Linked DNA regions of Sus scrofa: region 1 is linked to region 2. A link is a contact called in public Hi-C data. All regions are on one chromosome and are shown on one strand. The core of a region is the stretch at or near the end of the contact, and the rest is flanking DNA. Distances in the headings are between cores, read along the strand shown. Region 1 holds the start of PPP6R2 (protein phosphatase 6 regulatory subunit 2). Region 2 overlaps PPP6R2 (protein phosphatase 6 regulatory subunit 2).

Region 1 (4,195 bases), core at 1,062-3,561, 37 kb before region 2:
AGTCTAGTGTGTGATTCAGGTCAGGACAATGGTCAGCACCTTTTGGAACTTGAGTCTTTCTGGCTGCTGGTCATCCAGTTCCTTGAACTGGATGGTGGTTGCGTGGATGGGTTTATTTTGTGAAAATGTAGTGCCTTCGCTTATGATTTGTGTACATTTCTGTATGGTATTTGAGGTTAGTAACAATGTTTCTTTTTTAAAAAGAAAAGAGTAAGGAAGACCTCTGTGGAACAAGCAAGGTACAGAATAGAATTTGTAGTTTGTTACATTTTATATAGGAAGGGCTGGAAAGAATGAAAAATTACATTTGTAATGAAGCAGTAAAGCAGAAAATTAATAAAGATACATTGAGAGGAAGCGAGCAGGATGAAGGCACAGGGATGGGGTGAGACTTCTGTGTGATACTTTTTTAGGAGGTTCTTTTACGAAATTTGGGAAATTTTTGGCTGTAGTTTCATGTATTTTTATGTCCTATTCTCTCATATTCCTCTGAGATTTCAGTTGCACGCATGGCGGACCAATTTATATTGTTGCATAGTTCAGTGAGTCTCTCTTCATTTTTTTTCCTTTATATTGTACCCACAGCGTATGGAAGTTCCCAGTCCAGGGATCGAGTCCAAGCCGAAGCTGTGACCTGTGCCATCCTGCAGCTATGCCGGATCCTTTAACCCACTGCTCTGGGCTGGGGATCGAATTTGCACCCCTACAGTGACCTGGGCTGTTGCAGTCAGATTCTTAACCCGGTGCCACAGTGGGAACTCCCCTATTCATTTTTAATAAAAACCTTTTTTCTGCTGCCTCAGATTGATTGGTTGCTGTTTATCTTAGGTTTACTGACACTTTCTTTTTCAGTCTCCAATTTCATCAACTTCATCCAGTATATATTTTTACTTCAGATGTATTTTTTCAGTTGTAGAATAGTCATTTTTGTTTTTCTATGTAGTTTGAGTTCTCTGCTGAGATTTTACTTTTTCACTCATTCTCTCTATTCTGCTTTAAGTCCTTGAACATGCGTATTATAACTGTGTGTGGCAGGCACAGCCAAGAAATAAATAAAAATATAGCTATCATGTCATTTTAGAAGAGAATTGTAGTGTCATCTAATACCAGTCCCTATTCAGATTTCTCCAGCAGCTTGAAAAATACCCTCTTCCAGGAGTTCCCCTTGTGGCTCAGTGGAAACGAATCTGATTAGCATCCATGAGAACGCAGGTTCAATCCCTGGACTTGCTCAGTGGGTTAAGGATCTGGCATTGCCGTGAGCAGTGGTGCGGGTCCAAGACGCGGCTTGGATGTGACGTTGCTGTGGCTGTGGTGGAGGCCGGCAGCTACAGCTCCGATTCAACCCCTAGCCTGGAACCTCTATATGGCTTGGGTGCTGCCCCCAAAAGACACACACACACACGCTCTTCCAGTTGATTTGTTTTATTTTTTTATTTTTGATTTTTTTTTTTTGTCTTTTTAGGGCCATACCCATGGCATATGGAGGTTCCCAGGCTAGGGGTCGAATCGGAGCTACAGCTTCCAGCCTGCACCACAGCTCATGGCAATGCCAGATCCTTAACCCACTGAGCGAGGCCTGGGCTCAAACCTGCAACCTCTTGGTTCCTAGTTGGATTGTTTCTGCTGCGCCACAATGGGAACTCCTAGTCGATCTGTTTTAATTGGACCCAAACAAGATCTAAATATTACATTTGATAATTATGTCTCATAAAGCTCTTATGTTTCAGAATGGTAACTCCTTATTGCTAAAGTATAATTTTCAAAAGTTAAAAATCATGATCCATGCAAACACAAAATAAACAGTTCTGGGCCCTACTGGTTCGTTTTTGCTGCATGTCTTGAAGGCAGTCATCTCAGCAAGGACCACTAGTCATGTTGTTTGGAAGGGTGTTTTGAGACCCACCAGGAGCGCTTGGGAGTTCTCCTCTTCTGACGTAGCGATGGATCATCAGTGAGCTGCCCGGTCACCTCGCGACCAGGGTCAGCGGCCTGGTCACCTTGCCACCAGGGTCTGTGTTTCCTGCTGATGGTAGTGTCTGGGCATGAAGCTGGACACCTTCAGGCCCGAGAGCCTTCTCATGTCCTTGTATTCTAACCGTTGAGGTAGTTAATAGTTAACAGACGTAGGACAGGTGTGTATCATTGGTACCCGTCTCTAGAACAGTCAAACGCAAGGAAGTTTCTAGACCCCTGATTATAAAATTTGATTAGTAAGTAAAGACAACGACTTGTTTTTCTTTTCCTTAGCATTTTGGTAAGTTAACTTCACAAAAGCAGAACCTAAGTTTTTTCCCTCTTATTTTTCAGGTGAAGAGATTATAAATCTTCTATTGAGTGAAAATATTTTTCTTAAGGTTGCATATACGCCAAGAAAAAATCCCAAATGTTTTTATATTTTGCCTAAATACAAAGTTTAAACAAGAAGTTTCCACGGAAGGTAAGATAATTTTTGTTTGATTCTACTTTATTGTGTAATTTGCGTAAATATGCTGTATAAGTGGACATTCAGAGATGGATGACAGCAAAAAATTTCAGTTTTGAAGATGTGCATAGAGTTTCCTGACTTGTGGGTTTTGTTTTCTTTCCTTTTTTGGTTATACTGGCAGCCTATGAAAGTTCCCAGGCCAGGGATGGAATACGAGCCGCATCTGCAACCTGGGCCACAGCTGCTCCACGGTGGGAATGCCACTCCTGGGGTTTTTTTGACCCTCCTGTGTCTGGTTTTGAGATGCCGTGTTGCGAAAAAGTGCCTTGGTCCCTCCAAGCCCAAGTGTAATCCAGATAAAAACGGGTGCATTGGGCGTGTGTAGAGAGGCCCATGCCCTGCCTTACCTGTGGGAAGGCCTCCACCTGCCAGGTGGGATGGGGGGACTTGTGCTCCTGCAGCGGTAGGTGCTCCTGAAAGGCCTCCCATTGCCGTCCACTGAGAGGCTGGGTAAATGACAGATGCGCGACCTCTTGTGAGTGCCCTGGCGCAAGCTAACTGCTCAGAGGCCGAGAGGACAAGAAGAGATAGCACCCTTTCGCTCCTTGCTGAAGAAAGCGTAAATCCTTTTCAGAGCAAAGCAGACTCAGTGTAGGCCCTCAGGACTCCACTGATTAAATGTCAGCAAACTTGAGCACACGCACACACACCTTGTGATCGGAGTGGGCATGATTAGGTGCCCCAGCGAGTGCAGGCGTCCAGTACTCAGACACAGTATATGTGATAATGCGTGAAGTGTGTAAAGAAATACAAAATGGAATAAAAATTAGTAATGAAAACCGAAGTGTCACAGTGATCCACTTAGAACTTTCAGAAATGAAAAAAAAAGTTGAAATAAAAAACTCAGTACTTGTGGATTAGACAGATTAAACATGACTGAAGGCAGAAGTAGTGAACTGGAATATATCCCTAAAGAGGCTCTCCCGGGTGCAGCCGGGAGACGGGAGATGGGAAGTGGCACTCAGAGAAGTGGAGGGTGAGGTGCGTGTCCTGAAAAACACAGTTGGAGCCCAGGATGGAAAAGTGGGAAGAGGAGGAGAGCCGTTACGCAAAGTGTTAGTAGCTTTGACTCAGCGAGAGAGAGAGAGCGTAGCTTTAGAAAGCACTCTGTGTCCTAAGCAGTGTAAACAGGAGGAAACCCCGAGCTCCCCCTGTGTCGCAACGGGAGCGGTGATGTCGGCAGCGCTGGGATGCAGCTTCAATCCCCAGCCTGGCACAGTGGGTTAAAGATCCCCGGCATTGCCACAGCTGTGGTGTAGGTCGAACTGTAGCTCGGATCTGACGCCTGGCTGAGGAACTCCAAATTCCTTGGGGAGGCCAAAAAGGAAAAAAAAAAAAAAGGTAACTCACACTCCTACATTGAAATTGTACGGCAGCAAAGACAAAAAAGCCTTAAGTGAGGTTGAGCTAGGTCTCCTTAGCTTGAGTAGAGGCCGATAGAGAGCAGAGCAGTTCCTCCGTGTGGTGAGAGAATGTACATTTCAGTACATGTTGTGCGTCAGGTATATTTGCAGAAGAACAGCACAGTTTTTCTGTGCTTTTGGTAAATGTTGGGCTGGGTATTTGCACAACCTACTACCCCACATTTCCTTACCCTGTAAAAAAAAACAACTAAAATTGTTGCATTCAAGAAAAAAAACCAGGAGTTCCCTGGTAGCCTAGCGGTTAAGGATTCGGCATTATCGCTGTTGGGGCCTGGGTTTGATC
Region 2 (4,548 bases), core at 1,323-3,822:
ACGGGGACGCCCTCCCTGGTGACCTCGGGGCCTCTGCTCTGCTCTCTGGGTCTGGGTGGCCCTGCCTGCTGCTGAGGAATCGCTCTTGGAACCTGGCAGGTGGATTTCTGCGGCCCCGAGGGGCTCTCCTGGGTAGGTGTGAGCAGAGCCTTGGACCGGCGTCCTCTTCTCTTTCAGTGGCTCAACGAGGAGAAGGTCATCCAGCGGCTTGTGGAGCTGATCCATCCGAGCCAGGACGAAGACGTGAGTGACCAGCTCTGCTCGGGAGCCTGGCCGGCCGCCAGGGCCGTCGCGCCTCCCTCAGAGGCTGGCCAGCCGCGGAGCTACCTTCTTTCTTGAGCAAGCGCTCCTCCCAGACATTTTGCTCAGCAGTAGCATCCATGTAGATCTGCTCCAAAGAACAACTCAGACAGTTCCCTTCAGGGCTCAGCAAAGCCAACTAGGAGGCATGAGGACACAGGTTCGATCCCTGGCCCCGCTCCGTGGGTTAAGGATCCGGCGTTGCCGTGAGCTGCGGTAGAGCTCGCAGACGTGGCTCGGATTCCGCGGGGCTGTGGCTGTGGTGCAGGCCAGCAGCTGTAGCTCTGATTCGACCGCTAGCTTGGGAACCTCCATGTGCCGCGAGTGCGGCCCTAAAAAAAGCCAAGCCAAAACAAAACAAAACAGTTCGGTCAAACAGAATTGTATTAGTTATCTACGACCGAGTAACAGATCACCCCAAAACGTAGTTGCCTGTAACAGTATTTTTAAAATCTTACTTCCTTACTTCCGGCCCTCTGCGGGGTTTCTCACCAGAAGGTGGTTGTCCCTGGGCTTAGATGGGGCTCAGGGGTGGCTCCGCCCAACTCAGCTCCTTGAGGGCGGTGGGCGAGGCTGCCCTCGGCTCCCTCCGCACCACTCGGCCTCGCCGCGGGGCGCCCCCGGCTGCATCCTCCTCCAGCGGGTGTGGGGGGGCTCCGGCCGCAGCCCCGGCGCTCCTGCTGGAGGAGGTGTGAGCTGGGGGAAGAAGCCCCCACTCCCCCACCTCCTGGGGGGCGGAGGCAGAGCCCCCACCCACCTCCCCCCTCAACCCCGCCCACCTTTCCGCCGGCCCCGCCCACCTCACCCGTATTGCTGTTGAGAGCGCAGGGCCCTGTCCTGCACTTGTCGACCTGAATGTGCTGTTCTTGGCGCCTCGGAGTTCGTGGAGGACAGAGCCCGCCTGGCCACTTTCATTTTCCCTGTAATGGTCACGAGCACCTTTCTGCCCATCCTCCCGCAGGGTACGCGGGCACACGGCAGGGCTGCGTGTTCCCTGAGGGGAGCGAGGTGCGGGGTGGCAGGGGGGAGGGGGGGAGCTGAGCGTCTCTCTTACCTTGTTCACCTTACCCACAGAGAGACCCCACGTTCTTGACAAATCCACCAAGTCAGAGATTCTGAATTTCCCCAGGCTCAGCCATTCCCTAGAAGAGCAGAGCCTCTGCTTTCTCCGTGGCAGCTGCCATGTTTGCATCAGCTCACAGGACTCATCCCTTTTCTTTTTTTCTTCTCTTGGTCTTTAGGGCTGCACTTGTGGCTTATGGAGGTTCCCAGGCTGGGGGTCGAATCGGAGCTGCAGCTGCTGACCTACACCACAGCCACAGCCACGCAGGATCGGAGCCACATCCGTGAGCTACAGCACAGCTCACGGCAACACCGGATCCTTGACCTGTTGATCGAGGCGAGAGATCAAACCCGCGTCCTCGTGGATCCTAGTTGGGTTCATTAACCACTGAGCCAATGGGAACTCCTCGCAGGACTCATTCTGAATCTTAATAGCCACCTACTGATTTAAAATACTGTGTGGGTAACACAGTCAGCAGGTGGTGCGTCTTTGAGGGGTGGAGTAGTGTCTGCGTGCGGCCCCGCTTGAGCTCTGGGGTCTGACCAGGTCCACACCCTGTAGGGAGGGCGGCCGGGCCTCTCTGGTACGAAGGAGCTCGGAGTCCGGCGTCTCTGAGGGAGGCTCTGCATTCCGTCCTTGCAGAGTCAGTCCAATGCGTCCCAGACGCTCTGTGACATCGTCAGGCTGGGCAGAGAGCAGGGCGGCCAGCGGCAGGAGGCTCCGGAGCCAGACCCCCTCCTCACGGTGCTGGAGTCGTGAGTGCTGCGTGGGGCCCTGCTCTGAGCCCCCTCCCTGCCTGAGACGTGCTCACCTGAGCCACCACGAACCCCTGGTCTGTGTCCCCCAGTGGGGGGGGGGGGTCTCCTGGCAGGCCGGCCTGAGCGGCAGTGTCTGAGAGCCCTGGGAGCCTGGCCTGCGCCCCGATCCCCCCCCCCGGGACTCAGGGTGCTGCTCCTCCGCGGGGGCGGGGGGCGGGTACTGTGCGCCTGCTGCTCCAGGCCCTGACCCCGAGGCGTTCCCCCAGGCAGGACTGTGTGGAGCAGCTGCTGAGGAACATGTTTGACGGAGCCCAGACCGAGGGCTGCCTCGTCAGCGGGACGCAGGTGCTGCTGACCCTGCTGGAGACCAGGCGGCCTGGGTGAGTGTCCCCGAGGGAGCTGCTGCCCGGGGCGGAGCTGGCGCTTCAGGGACGGGCGGGGTGGCCGCATGTGCTGTGTGTGTTTGCCTGGTGTCTCCTCATGCAAGTGATCACGTAGATGGATGCTCCTTATGGAAAAGGTCAGCTTTAGGGCTGTTGCCAAGTCCCCTTTGACCTTCGCCATCGATCATGTTCCCACGTCAGCCCAAAGGCACCCCCTGCTGCCAGTTTGCACAGTGTTTGTAGACGTGGCTGCGGAATAGGCCCTGCGGGAGGGCTTCCCCCAGGCCTGTGGGGAATCCCGCATCCTCATGGCACAGCGCACCTGTGTGTGTGCATGTGCATATGTGTAAGCGCACGTGTGTGTGAGTGTGCGCGTGCGCGCGCTTGAGCATGCTCAGTTATGTCACGTGCAAGGTGAGGGGCCTGACTCCCCCAAGGAGACCGTGGCTCCCCCTGTCCTCGTGCTGGAGGGAACCTCCCTGTAGCCCCAGCACTGAGAGCCGGTACATTTTTTAAAAGAAAGAAAAAAGGGAGTTCCCGTTGTGGTGCAGTGGTAATGAGCCCAACTAGTATCCATGAAGACGCAGGTTCTATCCCTGGCCTCGCTCAGTGGGTTACGGCTCCAGCGTTGCCGTGAGCTGTGGTGTAGGTCGCAGTCTTGACTCAGATCCCATGTTGCTGTGACTTGTGGTGTAGGCTGGCAGCTGCAGTTCCACTTGGACCCCTGGCCTGGGAACTTACATATGCCAAATTTGCAGGCCTAAAATGGGGGGGGAAGAGAAAAAAAGAGAAAACAGAACAACCAGAAAATGACAGAAGACATTGGACAATCTCAGTGGTGAGATGATCGGTGGTATCTCTCTTTCTGGTACCCAGTACCTGCTTCTTGGCTTATTACCGAAGAACAAGATGACTAGTACCTGCAGACAGTAGTTGTCACTGTATGTCTATAGGGAATCGATGTCATCGTCATTTTCTGTAGTTAGGCAACCAGAATATTGATTTTCATCTTCGCGAACCAGGAGGCCTGGGCCCCTCCTGCAGGAAGTGGGGACTCGGCTCCAGGCCCGGCGGGAAAGTGAGGAAAACCAAGAGGCGCCGTTTATGTACTTAACCCTTTCTTCTGTGATGGTTGTGTAGTCCTCTCATACTGGCAAAAGTTTAAATAAAGATCTCAGAGAAGTTAGCTTGAAAAAGCTACAGGGACAGTGTGGCCAAAGAGTGGGGACAGCAGTGAGTACTTGCAGGTGGGAGGGGAGAGCAGCGCTGGGTCCAGTGAGTTGAGGCCTGCAGCCCTTTGGGGCGTCGCCCGGGCCCCCACCCCGCAGGCAGCTGCCTCCCTGGCGGCCTCTCTGTGTCTCCACCTGCCCTCCCGTCCACAGGACAGAGGGCTTGGTGGACTCCTGCTCTCAGGGACTGGACAGGCTGTGTGCCGTCAGCAGCGGTGTCCTGCTCGGCATTGAGCCACGGCTGAAGGACTTCCACCAGCTTCTGCTCAGCCCGCCAAAGGTAGGCTCCTGCGTCGCCCCGCGCAGGGCTGTCCGAGGGCCTGACTTCACTGTGGGCCTGGTCTCTGAGTTGGAGGCACCCAGCCAAGGGTCAGCTGAGCAGCTCCGGGCAGTGCTTGGTCTCGCTGGGGACTGACTCCCTGCCCCCCGAACCCCGGCTGGCCCCCCGGCCTGGCTCGTTGTCCTTTCCCTTCCCTCGGAGCGCCGCACCCGCCCTGGTCTGCAGGAAATGTCAGCTTGCTTATGGGCTGCCTCCTCGGCTGCAGAGGAAGCTTCGTGAAGGCCGGGCTTCTGGAACAGTCCTTCAGGGAAAAGGCAGATGCACTGTGCCATGTGTGTAGGAGTGCCCGGTCTCACGAGGTCACTGTGTCTCCAGTCACCTTCGAGAGCTTTCGTAGGTGTCTTGCTGGCTCAGCATCCCGAGTCTGTCCCCAGAGAGAGCTGGCCCCATCCTGGACGCGCCTTGTAGGCTGAGGTCACTTGTCCTCGGCTGGCAGGCTGAGCCCAGGATGCTGGGACCCACCCCCAGTCACTCC

What was found. Hi-C and Micro-C count contacts between places; a contact is called where the count stands out from the background.
Region 1: a Hi-C map of liver shows a contact between it and region 2, with 4 times the contacts expected there. The contact joins the promoter of PPP6R2 here to the enhancer-like site in region 2. A contact is called at or near these places in 5 of 47 Hi-C or Micro-C datasets (brain, embryonic fibroblasts, liver and 1 more).

The regions. Positions count from the first base shown.
Region 1 is chr5:339,643-343,837 of Sscrofa11.1, reverse strand. It overlaps PPP6R2 (protein phosphatase 6 regulatory subunit 2), which reads left to right and starts at 2,311. Exons shown (of 23, transcript NM_001206372.1): 1 at 2,311-2,440.
Region 2 is chr5:302,660-307,207 of Sscrofa11.1, reverse strand. It overlaps PPP6R2 (protein phosphatase 6 regulatory subunit 2), which reads left to right. Exons shown (of 23, transcript NM_001206372.1): 5 at 178-243; 6 at 2,006-2,118; 7 at 2,388-2,501; 8 at 3,887-4,013. Among named protein-coding and RNA genes, the nearest start is that of PPP6R2, 37 kb to the left of the region's middle. Within about 2 kb of position 2,572, at least 2 of the 83 cell types and tissues checked have an H3K27ac peak or open chromatin away from gene starts, as enhancers often do. A contact at or near this core is called in liver, where this site is marked.